Regions from separate parts of the Sus scrofa genome. Here region 1 is linked to region 2. Evidence: chromatin contacts called from public HiChIP or PLAC-seq data. All regions are on one chromosome and are shown on one strand. The core of a region is the stretch at or near the end of the contact, and the rest is flanking DNA. Distances in the headings are between cores, read along the strand shown. Region 1 holds the start of BAZ2A (bromodomain adjacent to zinc finger domain protein 2A). Region 2 overlaps BAZ2A (bromodomain adjacent to zinc finger domain protein 2A).

Region 1 (6,193 bases), core at 117-2,616, 44 kb after region 2:
GGGCCGGCCGCGGCGGAGCGGGAGGTGGGGGGGGAGCACTTAAAGGGGCAGGAGCTACTGGGGTAAGGACGAACGCTCCGATAGGGCTGTCGCGAAGAATCCTCTGGGGGAGGGGACGCTGGTGGCGTCTCCTAGGGGCCAGAACCAGGAAGGATCCCAGATGGAGGAAGAGAACAGATCCCAGGAAGAAGAGACAGAAACTTGGGTGGTGAAGTGGGGGAGGGTGGTGGGTCCGAACTGGAGGACTTGGGAGAGCTCCGCCTGCGCTCCGGGGGCACTGGCAAAGATCTCTTCACAAAGGAGGGCATGAAAGACAGTGAGAGTCACAAGGACTCCCGAGGAGTGAAGGTGCCAAAGAGGGAACTCGAGGCCGAGCCTGCTGGGGGTAACAGCGGCCCTACCAGGTGCACAGGTTCCCTGTTTCAGCTCCTCACCGACCCAATCTCTTCAGCGGTGGAAAGACACAGCCTCTTTCCTCAAGCTCGGCCCAAGTTTAAAAGTCTCTGGAATCAGGAAGCCACGAGAGCAAAGACCTCCTAGGCCTCCTAGGCCTTTCAATGTCAGTCCTCCCTCTCTGAGTCTTCTCAGTGACTGGAGCAAGGGGGACCGCCAACAGCAGCCCTAGTGAGGCTGATGTAGAACTGTGAGAATTGTGCTTTCTGAATTCTAGTTCAGCTTTCCCCCAACCACCACCACCCTTGCAGCAACCTCTGGGGCAACAGGAAGCAGCTGCTCAGTGCAGCCCCCACCTGGTGGTGGGTCAGGGTGGGGGAGGAAAGAAGACAGGGACTTAAAAAGCCCAGGAGAAAATGGGGGAAGATACACCTTTAAAAAATCTTCCAATGAGACCAAAAGTAGGCTTTACTTTTTTTAGGGGGGAGCAGCAGTGAGTGTAAAATAGTGGGAGGCTCAAGGAGCTGGGGAAATGGGGGTGAGGTGGGAAAGCCCCCACCTAAGGTGCAGTCTCAGGTTCTTCCCTGGAGCTGGAGCTTTCCAACGTTCGTGGTCGGCAGCCTCATCAGCTGAGCCCTGTGCCCCTATAGTCTGGCGTCTCCTCCTTCACCCCTCAAAAGAGCAAAGGTTAGGCCCCACCCCTGCTGAGTCAGCCAGGGAGGGAGGTAGGCATCCCTCAGGCCTTCCCCGAGGGGGGCCGGTCTTCATACTTACCCATGTCAGGCTGGCTGGGCTTCAGGGCTGGGACCACCTAGCTCCTCACCGTCCTTGATTCCCCCTTCACGTGAAGGCTGGTGTTAGATCCTCCCAAACTGTGAGCTGGGAACCAGCACGAATCAAAAAGCCAATGTATGCTTCCTGCGAACCACAGCCTGAACTGCTGTAGGGTGATGTCCCTGTGTGACAGACTGGGGTGGGGAGGGAGGAGGGAAGGGCGGGGCTTTCTCTGGGTGGAGAGGGAGGAGGCGGTGAGGACGGGGCAGAACCAGGAGAAATATGGAGGAAGGTTAGATCTGTGTTGACACTCCAGTGGCATGCTACAAGAAGAGACCGATGAAGGAGGAAGGAAATAAACAGTTGCAGGTAGTGAGAGGAAGAAGTTTCTGGATGAATGCTGAGAGATGTAAATGTGGGGGTGGAGGGATAGAAATGACCTTTAGGGTCGTAGTTCCCAGGTCTGCATCTGGATAACAAGGGAAAGTGGAGCAAAAAGGGCCGGCCCTGGGGGCTCCTGCACCAGCTTCTTACCCCACTTCAGTCTTGACCCAGAGGATGTGTGCCCCCACCCCATAACTCAGCATTTCCCCAAATTCAGGATTTTCTGGGAGCAAACTACCAGGCACAGGCAGCTCAGGGGCTCCACCTTCCGTCCAGATCACGACACAGAAGAGACTGGTGCCAAGGACGTCATAGGCAGATGGGAGGAAACTTATAGAGGCCCCTACTCCACCCCTGGCTCCTCTCCCAAGGCCCCTCCCCAACCTTCAGCCCCCGGGGGCCTCTGAATTGGGATGTTTGTCCTACCCGGCTCCTAATCAACTTGAATGCCTCAGGGTGGAGCTTATAGATTCAGGCTCCTCCTCAGGACAAAAGCCCCAGCCGGTTTGTAAACAGTCATTAGCTAAGAACCACATCCCTGCAAATGGCCTTCAAGGATTTCAAAATGGTGAGATGAGAGTTTGTGCAGAGCCTCTAGCCCTACCACCAGAGGGCAGGATATGGGTCTGGGCCCAGAAAATATTTCAGGAGCACCAAATCCGACCTAGTACTTGTTTGAAACTGGGTGTGCCTTTGAGTAATTCTTATAATCCTGCACCTTTCGGTTGGCTAAAGTGAAGGGGCAATTGTCTAATTCCACTATTTAGCTGAGAAACCCCAAGCCCAGCAACCCTGCAAATTACTATTCCTCTGTAACAGATTTCAATTTTTAGGGATCTTAGAATAGGGCTAATGGCACTTTAAACCCTGCACTGCCTCAAGGAACCACATACAAGTCTTGCCCAAAATACATGATGAAAAAAAACAAAACCGTGGCAATGGTGGGGCGGTGGTGGGTTGACTCAAATTTTGCACAGATCAGTATTAATCCTTCAAAACACTGATTAACCCCTTACTTCTCTTAGAGTAGCACTTATTTTTAAACCACCCAACCCACTTTTCCCAGTGTGCTTTTCTGAAAAAAACCTTTTTATTTAGCATAGAGTTTTGGGCCAGGGATCAGATCTGAGCTAGTCTCAGCTGTAGCAACACAGGATTCTTTAACCCACTGTGCTGGGCTAGGATCAAACCTGCATCCCAAGGTTCCAGAGATGCCACCACAGCAGGATGTCCCCTTTTGCTTTTTTAATCAAATAAGGTGCTAAATAGAATACTGAAGAGCCAAAAAATTGATTTGCCATGAACAACATAAAAGGCCAAAGTTGAGACCCTACTAGTAAGATCACATCATCCACAGGAAACTCCTCACAAGACTCATGCTAGTTTATTAATCCGAACTAGCAGCTTTTCTTTTTTTGATGACCCCATTTCAAACGTATATGGCCCATTTCATGCTGTTTCTTGTGACTATTCTAAAATTGCTAAAAACCTCAGTGTTGGCTTTGTTTTTAGGACCAAGAACAACAGACAGATGATGAGGGATGTACATTTTATTGGAAACCTTAAATACTCTTCAGACAGAATACAATGTCTTCAATCAAGGCTCTCATGGCCTACAGGGAAAACTGCATTTTGGATGAGGGGCAAGAGAGGGCCACAAAGAGGATGAGTACTTAGTTTGCCAAAAGGACTCCCTCATGAGTGCTCTTCAGCCAGTTTATCAGCTTTTGCCACAGCTTCTTCAATGGGTCCCACCATATAGAAAGCCTGTTCTGGGAGATGGTCATATTCACCTATATGGAAAAAAATGCCAACTGGTGAGAAGTGGAAGAATATCAATTTTCTGCAGTGGGTACCTCACCACTTGACGCCATTATTCAGAATATGAAATCATATCATCTTAAAAATCTTTTACTTTGCTTTTTATGGCTACATGTGCAGCACATGAAGTTCCCAGGCTAGGGGTTTAATCAGAGCTGCAACTGCCAGCGTACACCACAACCACAGCAATGGATTATCTGAGCAGAGTCTTCGACATACACCACAGCTCATGCCAACACCGGATCCCTTAACCCACTGAGTGAGGCCAGGGATAGAACCCCCATCCTCATGGATACAGGTTCATAACCATGAGCCACAAAGGGAACTCCCAATTAGAAATCTTTTCTGGGAGTTCCCGTTGTGGCATGGTGGAAACAATTCCAACTAGGAACCACGAGGCTGTGGGTTCGATCCCTGACCTCGCTCAGCGGGTTAAGGATTCAGTACTGCCGTGAGCTGTGATGTAGGTCACAGATGCAGCTCTGATTTGGCATTGCTATGACTCTAGTGTAGGCTGGCAGCGATAACTTTGATTAGACCCCTAGCCTAGGAACCTCTATGTGCTGTGGGTGTAGCCCTAAAAAAAAAAAAAAAAAAAAAAAAAAAAAAAAAAAAAAAAAAAAAGAAAAGAAAAGAAAAAAGAATTCTTTTCTTAACAAACTTCCCTCACAAACCCAATTCACAAGACATAACTACAGTATAGATTAAGAACAAGTTGTCCAGGGGTTGCCTCCATGGCACATCAGAAACAAATCCGACTAGGAACTATGAGGTGTTGTGGGTTTGATCCCTGACCTCGCTCAGGGGGTTAAGGATCTGGCATCGCCGTGAGCTGTGGTGTAGGTCGCAGAAGTGGCTTGGATCCAGCATTGCTGTGGCTGTGGCACAGAAGCTACAGCTCCGATTCAACCCACAGTCTGGGAACCTCCATATGCTGTGGGTGCGGCCCTGAAAAGACAAAAGACCAAAAAAAAAACCCCACAAAAAAACAGTATTCCAGAGTCACATAAATTCACGTTCAAATTCTTGCTCTCCACTTTGGCTGTATGACATTGGGTTTTGGCTTTGTGATAAGTTTCCTGGTTTGTAAAACAGAATAATACCTTTGGGTTTTTTTTGGTCTTTTTAGGGTGGCACCTGAGGCATATGGAGGTTCCCAGGCTAGGAGTCGAATCGGAGCTGTAGCCGCTGGCCTACACCACAGCTCACAGCAACACTGGATCCTTAACCCACTGAGAGAGGCTAGGAATTGAACCCATGTGCTCATGGATACTAGTCAGGTTCGTTAACCACTGAGCCATGACAGGAACTCTGTGCCTTCCTTATGATGATGTTGTAATTCACTTAGAATAGTTAGCACTGAAAGCTCTCAGTCTCACTCTCAGAAATCAAGTACTTCCAAAAATTGATGGGAAATAACTTTTTGCATAAAAATTATACTAGGCACAGTATACTTATATATTACTTGCTGATTCCTTAAATGGGAACATGACATACATAGCAAGTATTCAAGGGATTTCAGCTTCTCTGCCATTTTATACTTGAGATCTCACCTGCCAAAATCTGCTGGAATCCTTTGATGGTCTCCTTCAGGGGTACCAACTTCCCCAAGTGACCTGTAAAGACCTCAGCAACCTGGAATGGCTGAGACAGGAAACGCTGTATTTTCCGTGCACGGGACACAGTTAACTTGTCTTCCTCAGAAAGTTCATCCATGCCCAGGATGGCAATGATATCTTGGAGGGATTTGTAGTCCTGTGAGAAAATGAGAGGCCTGAGTAAACATTTACATTCCTTTAATTTGGACAAAAACCTAAGGGTTAATACAAATTTATACTCACATATGAACACTTTAGCACCTTATCTCACTTCTTAACTGAAACAAATTAGTTACTTGGGGGTTAGGAGGGCCCTCAGCTAAGATCAGTGTCTGGTTCTCCCACTCCTACTCTTAGGTGCTGTTAAAGAAAATCAGATTTTAAACATGGAGTACCTGGAAACCTAAGAGACTTCATTAACACTCATTAGGAACTGCTGGTCTCATCTTGCTTGCTCTAAAGCAAATCACACCAAGTCACCAAAGATCTGATCCTAACATAGTTCCCAAATTCCCCGACTTATGGCCACTGATCTCACCTACAATACTTACCTGTAGGATCTTTTGCACTCCACGGGCAACATCATAATGCTCACTGCCAACAATGTTGGGATCCATGATTCGAGAAGTAGAGTCCAGAGGATCCACAGCGGGATAAATGCCCAGCTCAGCAATAGCACGGGATAGCACAGTGGTAGCATCCAAATGCGCAAAGGTGGTGGCAGGAGCAGGGTCAGTCAAGTCATCAGCTGGCACATAGATGGCCTAAAATGAGTCAGGAAGCCATGTAATTCTATTTAAGCCATCCCTTTTTCTGATCTCTCATTTTGTCACTCTATCAGGTTCAAAAAGGGTGGATTCAAGAGTTCCACTGTGGCACAATGGCGGGATTGGTGGCATCTTCAGAGAGCTGGGACACAGGTTCAATCCCCAGCCTGGCACAGTGGGTTAAGGATCTGGAGTTGCCACAGTTGCAGCTTAGGTCACAGCTACTGCTCAGATCTGATCCCTGGCCCAGGAATCCCATATGCTCCAGGTCAGCCAAAAAAACAAACCAGGTACACTCGAGTTCCCTGGTGGTCTAGTGGTTAGGACTTGGTGCTTTCACCACTGTGGCATGGGTTCAATCCCTAGTGATCCCACATCCAGCCACTGAATGAGCTTATAGATTACCTGGCCCCTCCATGCTGTGATGAAAGAATTTTATTTTTTTCCTTTTGTTCT
Region 2 (6,170 bases), core at 2,105-4,604:
GCCCAAGGTCCAGGGTGCCTCCCTGCCCTCTCCCCAGTTTGCTGAGTGTCAGAAAAGGCCAGAAACTCAGCATGTGAGGAGTATCCAACATTATAGAGGGGCTAACTATTGGCAGGAAGATGAGGCTAGAGAGAAAGACAGGGACCTCTGAACATTTTTTTTCCTTTGAAGGGAAAAAAGATTGAGGGGAAAAGGATGGAGGAACCCGTACACAATAGTTTTACATTATTGGGTGAGAGAAAATCTGAAAAGGATGAGGGAGGGAAAAGGAAAAATTGAGAGAAAGAAAGAAGCAGGGGAGGGACTGAACATGGAAGCAGCATGTTCAGGGCCCGGTGTCCGGCTCGACACACTTGGGAGTTAAGTCCACTTTACTGGCCGTCACTGCGGGTCCACACACAGTACAGAGTGTTTCTCGGTTTCACACATTCACTAGAACTATTGCTATTGTTAAATAGCCCCAGAATGCTGGGGCACGTACAGGGAAGGTGAGGAAGCTGAGAGGAGGAAGGAGGGACTTCTTTCTTCCTCCTCTTTTTAAATTAGGAAATAAAACAAATTATTTTTTCTTTTTTTTGGCTTTCAGTCCAGAAGGACCTCATCTCTGCCCCTCGTATTTGAGGAACAAGAGGAGGAAAGGGATAAAGGGGTGGAGGGATAAGATGTAGAGCGCTGCCAAGGGTAGGGTCAAAAACCAGGGTTCTACCTCTGACTTGAGTCTGGACCCAGGGCAGCATCATCAGGTGAGAATGGCAGGGTTGGTTTGTTTGGGGGCAGGGGGTGATGCCACAAGGTGACACCCACCTCCCTTGCCTCACAGCTTGGCCTGTTTTCCCTGATAAAATTCCTCCCAGCGGCTCTCAAAGAAGCGGCGCATGATATGCCCAGCTTTGCCCACTTCAGAGTCATCCTCGTTGAAGGTCTGGCAGTTGTCAAAGACTAGGAGTGCATCAGCCGCAAACTCCTCTGAGCTGGTGTACCTGGGCAGGGGTAGAGGCAGATCTGTGAGTTAGGGACAAGTCATGGCAGTGACAGAAGAGCCGAGAGGTTGCTGATGTCTACTTACCCTCCCCGCAGCAGCCGCTCGCGCATGGTGGAAAAATCCATAGGGTTTTTGATGATGCGCCGGTACCCACTCACCAATCGTGGGTTCACAGGCTCCAGGAAAGGCCAGGCTGCATCATGGGACTCCATCTCCATCAAGATGATCCTGTTAGGAGAGAGCCAGTGAGGACTGCATTACAGGAAGCGGTCACACTGGACCCTCCACATGGACTGGACCCTGGCAAAGGTAAAGCCAGTGGTTCCCAGAAATCACTCAACTCACTCGCAAAATGTGAGATCACTGTGGTGGTTCCGCATGGAGAGTCGCCGCCGCTTAGCGGGGGAGAGCCCTTCTTCTGAGTACCGAGGCACTGCTGGGCTTTCTCGGCCCCTTGACAGTAGTCGGCGCCGGCGGCCGTCACCCTCTGGGAAGGTCAGCATATAACTACTCTTCCGCTTTTGGCCTCGTTTTGGGAAACCAGGCTTTTGAGTCAATTCTCCCTCTACCTGCTGAGGATAAGAAAAAGGTGAGATCGGCAACAGGTGGAGATGTACTCGGCTTGCCCTCCACTTTATTACAATCACTTATCTAAGTGATTCAGGCTTCAAGATATTTTCATGCATAAAAGCCACCTATGAATTTATTCACATAACCCAGTAAAATGGGTAAAAGGGAAAATGCAACCATTCCCATGTTACAGAGGAAAGCAAGTGAGGTTATAGTCTCCTAGCAGTTAGACTGGAGCCCTTTCGCAGGAGAGACTGAAGGCATGGTAAGAAGCGTTAGCTGTAGGACTGGTGGTAAATGGGCTAAGAAAGAAAATCTCTGTCTTGTGCTTGGGAGTGGACTGAGAGAGCAGAAGGCTTACCTGGGACAAACAGACAGCACAGAACCAGTCTCCTTCTGGGACAGCCTCCATCTTGGGCCGATGACAGTAAATATGGCAGCCACGGTCACATCCATCACAAAGTAGAAGAAACTCATCATTGTCACCCTTCCGGCAGACTAGACAGGTCTAGACCAAGGTTGGGAGGAGGCCAAGTGAGCCCTCAAGTCTCTGCCTGCCAGTGACCCCACCCTCCCCAGCTGGCTGTCTCCTCAGGCTCCCCAGGCCTCTTACCACTTTGTTGACGGACTTCTCCCAGGCAATGGACCTCTCCAGCTGGGCCAGGCACAAGCACACCTGGGCCGCACTACGGCACCGCTCTAGCGTTTGGCGCCAGGCTCGAATGCGAGGGGTGATCTCATATGATCTGGTGGGGAAAAGTGGTGATTTTTCTGGATGAGGAGCAGGATCCATTAAATTTACTCCTTCTCCCTAAGACCCGGAACGGGGACTGGCGGCACTCACATCTCTGTAGTGGTACACTGGGGGGCACCACTGGGCGTGCTGAGCAGGGCCTTCTCCAGCACAACCTCATGAGCTGGCCAGAGGGGCTCCCGCAGGTACCGCCGCTCTACGTTCTGCTCCAGGGCAGCGAGTCGCATCACTGCCAGGTCCAGGGGGTTGGTGGTTTTACGCTGGGGTGCCAGTCCTTCCTTGCCTCGACCTCGCCAGGTGATGTCTTCCTGGTAGTCGGGTAGATGCTCACAGTAGGCCAGGTCTTCACGAATAGAGTCTGGGCTGGGACATGTCCAGCCCTGCAGATGGAAGAGAGAATAAAACTCATTATAAAGGAAGAACATTAAGCATAGGAAAAAATGTGACCCATTTAGGGTCACAGGAGGTCACCTGTGGAGTGGGAATCCCAGGTTTTTCCTAATAGGGTAAAGAGATTAACACACTCTCCTCAACAACCCCCTACCCAGTGCCAGCCCTAGTGTACCCGAATCTGCAGATCAGACAGGATAACCCGCTGTTCCAGTTCCTCTACCCACTGAAGCACAGCTAGGTCTGTTTCATATGTCTTCTCTTTGGGGGACCAGCTCATGATCCCTTCTTGAAAGGCAGGTAGCTGACTAGGCTCAAAGATGGGGTCTGAGAGACAAAAGGCAAAGGGAAATTTCAGGCTGTTCATTGTCCACAGTAGCAGCTTTTTAGCTCAGGCTGTCAGAAATTTATCTTACCAGTGGAGGGCCGTAGGCAGACTTCTTGTAAGAAGTCCCTGTGCTTGTTCAGGTGTTTGTGAAGTGCCTTCTCTCGGATGCCTCGGGGGTGCAGGGCCTTGAGCGTAGCATCCAATGTCTCAGGATCTCGGATCCACCACCAGCCAGAGTGCATCTCTGTGAACACGGTTTATGTGTGTAGGGCAGGGAGTGCAAACCAGCTATGAGTCACACAGCCCGTATCTGATGCCACTTCCTCTATCAATCACCCCATTCCAACCCAAGGTCACTCACCGGAGGGGACAGGCTGAGCTGTCAGCTGGGTTAGGTAACGCTGCTCCATCTGTTTGAAGAACTTACTAGGGGGTCTCCCTCTCCGTTTTGGCTGTCCCAGCCCTGTGTGGCTCTGTGGTATTTCTCCAGGGTCCCCCATTCGCCTTTTTGGAGTCACACCCGGCAAGGGAGTGGAACAGAGCTGTACTGGATTATGGGAGTTGGCAGCACTGGGTCTATTCACCTGTGAATGAGATGAAACATAAGATGAGGGTGTTTTCATGTTTAAAGGACCCCAATGGCCCCATTCCTTCCCCCAACTTCAGCAACAGTCCACAGCCAGGTGGCAACAAAGCCTGTGGCAACATGAAGACAAGTGCACACCACTAATTCTGGCTACTTACTGGCTTGGAGAAGGCAGGAAGCTGAGGGGAAGGAGTGGGCTGGTCCTCAGAAACTGCAGGGGGTGGTGTAGGGGCAGCATTGCATGGAATCTGGGTTGAGAAGCTAAACCAGGGAGCTTGAGTGTCAGGACTGGCTTCTGCCTCATCAGGTTCTGGCTCCTCTGGGGGCTGTGATGGGGTCGGGTCCAGTTTTCCAGGGCTGCTATCAGGTGTGAGGACTGAGCTGCTGAGCAGGGAGCCATGGCTCTGAGTCTGGCTCAGCCAAGACAGGAAGGCTGACTGGCTGAGGTCATGCTGGCTCTGACCCAGAACCAGAGGGGAGCCTTCAGGCTCCAGGAACCCATTATGAGAGTGAGGATGGGACAGGGGCTGGGGTTGGGGCTGGGGCTGCAGATGAGCCTGAAACTGAGGATGGAGCTGAGTCTCAGGCTGAAGCTGGGCCTGAGGTGGTTCTGAACCTTGACCCTTAGCAGGAGATTTCAGGTGCCTAGGTTGCATAGACCCAGGTTTAGTTTTCCGAGGCCGGCCTCGGGCCCGGGCAGGAGAACTGGCAGAGGTACTGGAGCCAGTTAACTCCCTCTTCAGAGAGAAGGGGGCTGGGCTGGGTGATGAATGGGTTGCCACTTTTAAGGAGTCAGTTTCCTGCTTTATCACATCCTCAGGAACTGTAAAGAAAAGTGAAAAGCATAAGACATACACTGATATATAAGGAGGAAAGAGAGAATACAAACACAGGACATACACTTTCTTTTCCTCTTGGACTTGATTCCCCCACCTTTTGAGATTCCACTGGGAAAGCTTACATGCCAGTGAACATACTATCTGGTAAAGAAACACTATCTTCCAGGTAATCATCATCAGCATAATCATAAGCTAACATTTATTGACAACTAGCTATATATTAAGCATTATTCTAAGAGCATCAACTCATTTTAATCCTCTCAACAGCCCTACAATGTATACATACTACTATTAACTCCATTTTACAAATGAAAAGACTGATGCATAGAGCTGGTAAAAGGCAGAGCAGGCAGACAGGCAGTCTTATTCCAGAGCCTGTGCTCTTAACCACTATGCTACTAAGTCTCATAAAGTCAAAGTAGCCTAGGATGACCAGGCAGAGGAAAAGGAATTAACTTTTGTTAGGGCTCAATTCAGGGTCCCATGACACACCTACCTAAGCTCCCTTCTGTTCCTTCCACAAAGATACCAGTCAAATAGGGCAGCACCCAGTAGCGGCGTCTGTAGCGGTCTTGGCCCAAGGAGACTGCCCGAAGCATCTGGGATGAGTGAAGCAGCTTTTTGCGAAAGAAGAGCTGACGCTGGGTAGGCAGTGGAAAAGGAAGATAATGAAAAACACACTTCCAGGAGTTCGGTTGTGGCACAGCGGTAACGAACTCGACTAGTATCCATAAGGACGCAGGTCTGATCTCTGGCCTGGCTCAGCGAGTTAATAATGATCCAGCATTGCTGTGAGATGTGGTGTAGGTCGCAGACACAGCTCAGATCTGGCATGGCTGTGGCTGCAGCATAGGCCAGCAGCCGCAGCTATGATTCAACCCCTAGCCTAGGAACTTCCACTTCCATATGCCACTGGTATGGCCCTAAAAAGAAAAAGGAAAACAAAAAACAAAAAATACTTCCAGGGTGACAGTGGTGACTTTGTCCAGTATATGGGAAAAGAGCAGTGACCCTCAGCTTCCATAGAGAATTGCTATCATCTAGGCCCAGCTCATAAACTGATAAAGTCTCACCCAGCCCCTATCTCCAGCTCCTGGGAAGCTAAAAGCACAATACCTTGCTGAGTTTTTCTATCTGGCGCTCTAGTTCTGGGATGCTAGATGTTGTGATATCAACCTGGAGAAACAAGTGGATACCAAGAAAAAGGTAACCATCAGATTCTAGAAAAAGAAATAATCTGTCTCCCAACTCCCACCAGCTCCCACTTTCCTTGGTCTGGGCACGTACCTCTCCATCTCTACGACCCCTACGGCCATGGACGGCAGCTGCAGTCTCCTCCTCTTCTTCCTCTTCCATGCCACTGGTCTCCTCCATGATGCGAGAACTGCGCCTCCGCCCCAGGCCTTCCTCTGGCCCCTGCAGCTCTATCTCAGGTCGCCCAGTTCTCTTGGCCAGAGCAGTTTTCAGTCTTGAGATAGACAGATGACAAGAAACTGTGGTGAGGAACATGATGCTGCCACAAAAGGAACACCTCAAATCTAAGCCATCCTGAACCCTGGGGTAAGTTCCCAACCCCAGGAGAAGCGCTGAGGACTTTGAGTTCCAAGCAAAAGTCCAGGCTATGCTTTCCCCTTTACCCCTTCTCTCCTCTCCCTGGGCCCTACCCTCTTGTCCCACCCCTACCTTCGGAGCCGGCCTTCAACAATCCACTTGTTTTTCCT

Evidence for each region. HiChIP or PLAC-seq counts read pairs in DNA pulled down with a chosen protein or histone mark.
Region 1: a contact with region 2 is called in an H3K27ac HiChIP or PLAC-seq map of alveolar macrophages. The contact joins the promoter of BAZ2A here to the enhancer-like site in region 2. A contact is called at or near these places in 1 of 5 promoter capture datasets (liver), 9 of 47 Hi-C or Micro-C datasets (alveolar macrophages, embryonic fibroblasts, epiblast stem cells and 4 more) and 2 of 2 datasets of contacts at active chromatin or transcription factors (alveolar macrophages and skeletal muscle).

The regions. Positions count from the first base shown.
Region 1 is chr5:21,981,667-21,987,859 of Sscrofa11.1, forward strand. It overlaps BAZ2A (bromodomain adjacent to zinc finger domain protein 2A), which reads right to left and starts at 1,367. Exons shown (of 29, transcript XM_001927752.7): 1 at 1,168-1,367. The coding sequence starts at 1,171. It overlaps ATP5B (ATP synthase subunit beta, mitochondrial), which reads right to left. Exons shown (of 10, transcript XM_001929410.5): 8 at 5,522-5,734; 9 at 4,926-5,127; 10 at 3,084-3,344. The coding sequence ends at 3,247.
Region 2 is chr5:21,935,692-21,941,861 of Sscrofa11.1, forward strand. It overlaps BAZ2A (bromodomain adjacent to zinc finger domain protein 2A), which reads right to left. Exons shown (of 29, transcript XM_001927752.7): 16 at 6,133-6,170; 17 at 5,737-5,917; 18 at 5,566-5,625; 19 at 4,946-5,090; 20 at 3,769-4,433; 21 at 3,386-3,608; 22 at 3,113-3,268; 23 at 2,872-3,023; 24 at 2,397-2,686; 25 at 2,166-2,298; 26 at 1,914-2,060; 27 at 1,328-1,554; 28 at 1,067-1,210; 29 at 1-980. The coding sequence ends at 815. Among named protein-coding and RNA genes, the nearest start is that of BAZ2A, 44 kb to the right of the region's middle. Within about 2 kb of position 3,355, at least 4 of the 83 cell types and tissues checked have an H3K27ac peak or open chromatin away from gene starts, as enhancers often do. A contact at or near this core is called in alveolar macrophages, where this site is marked.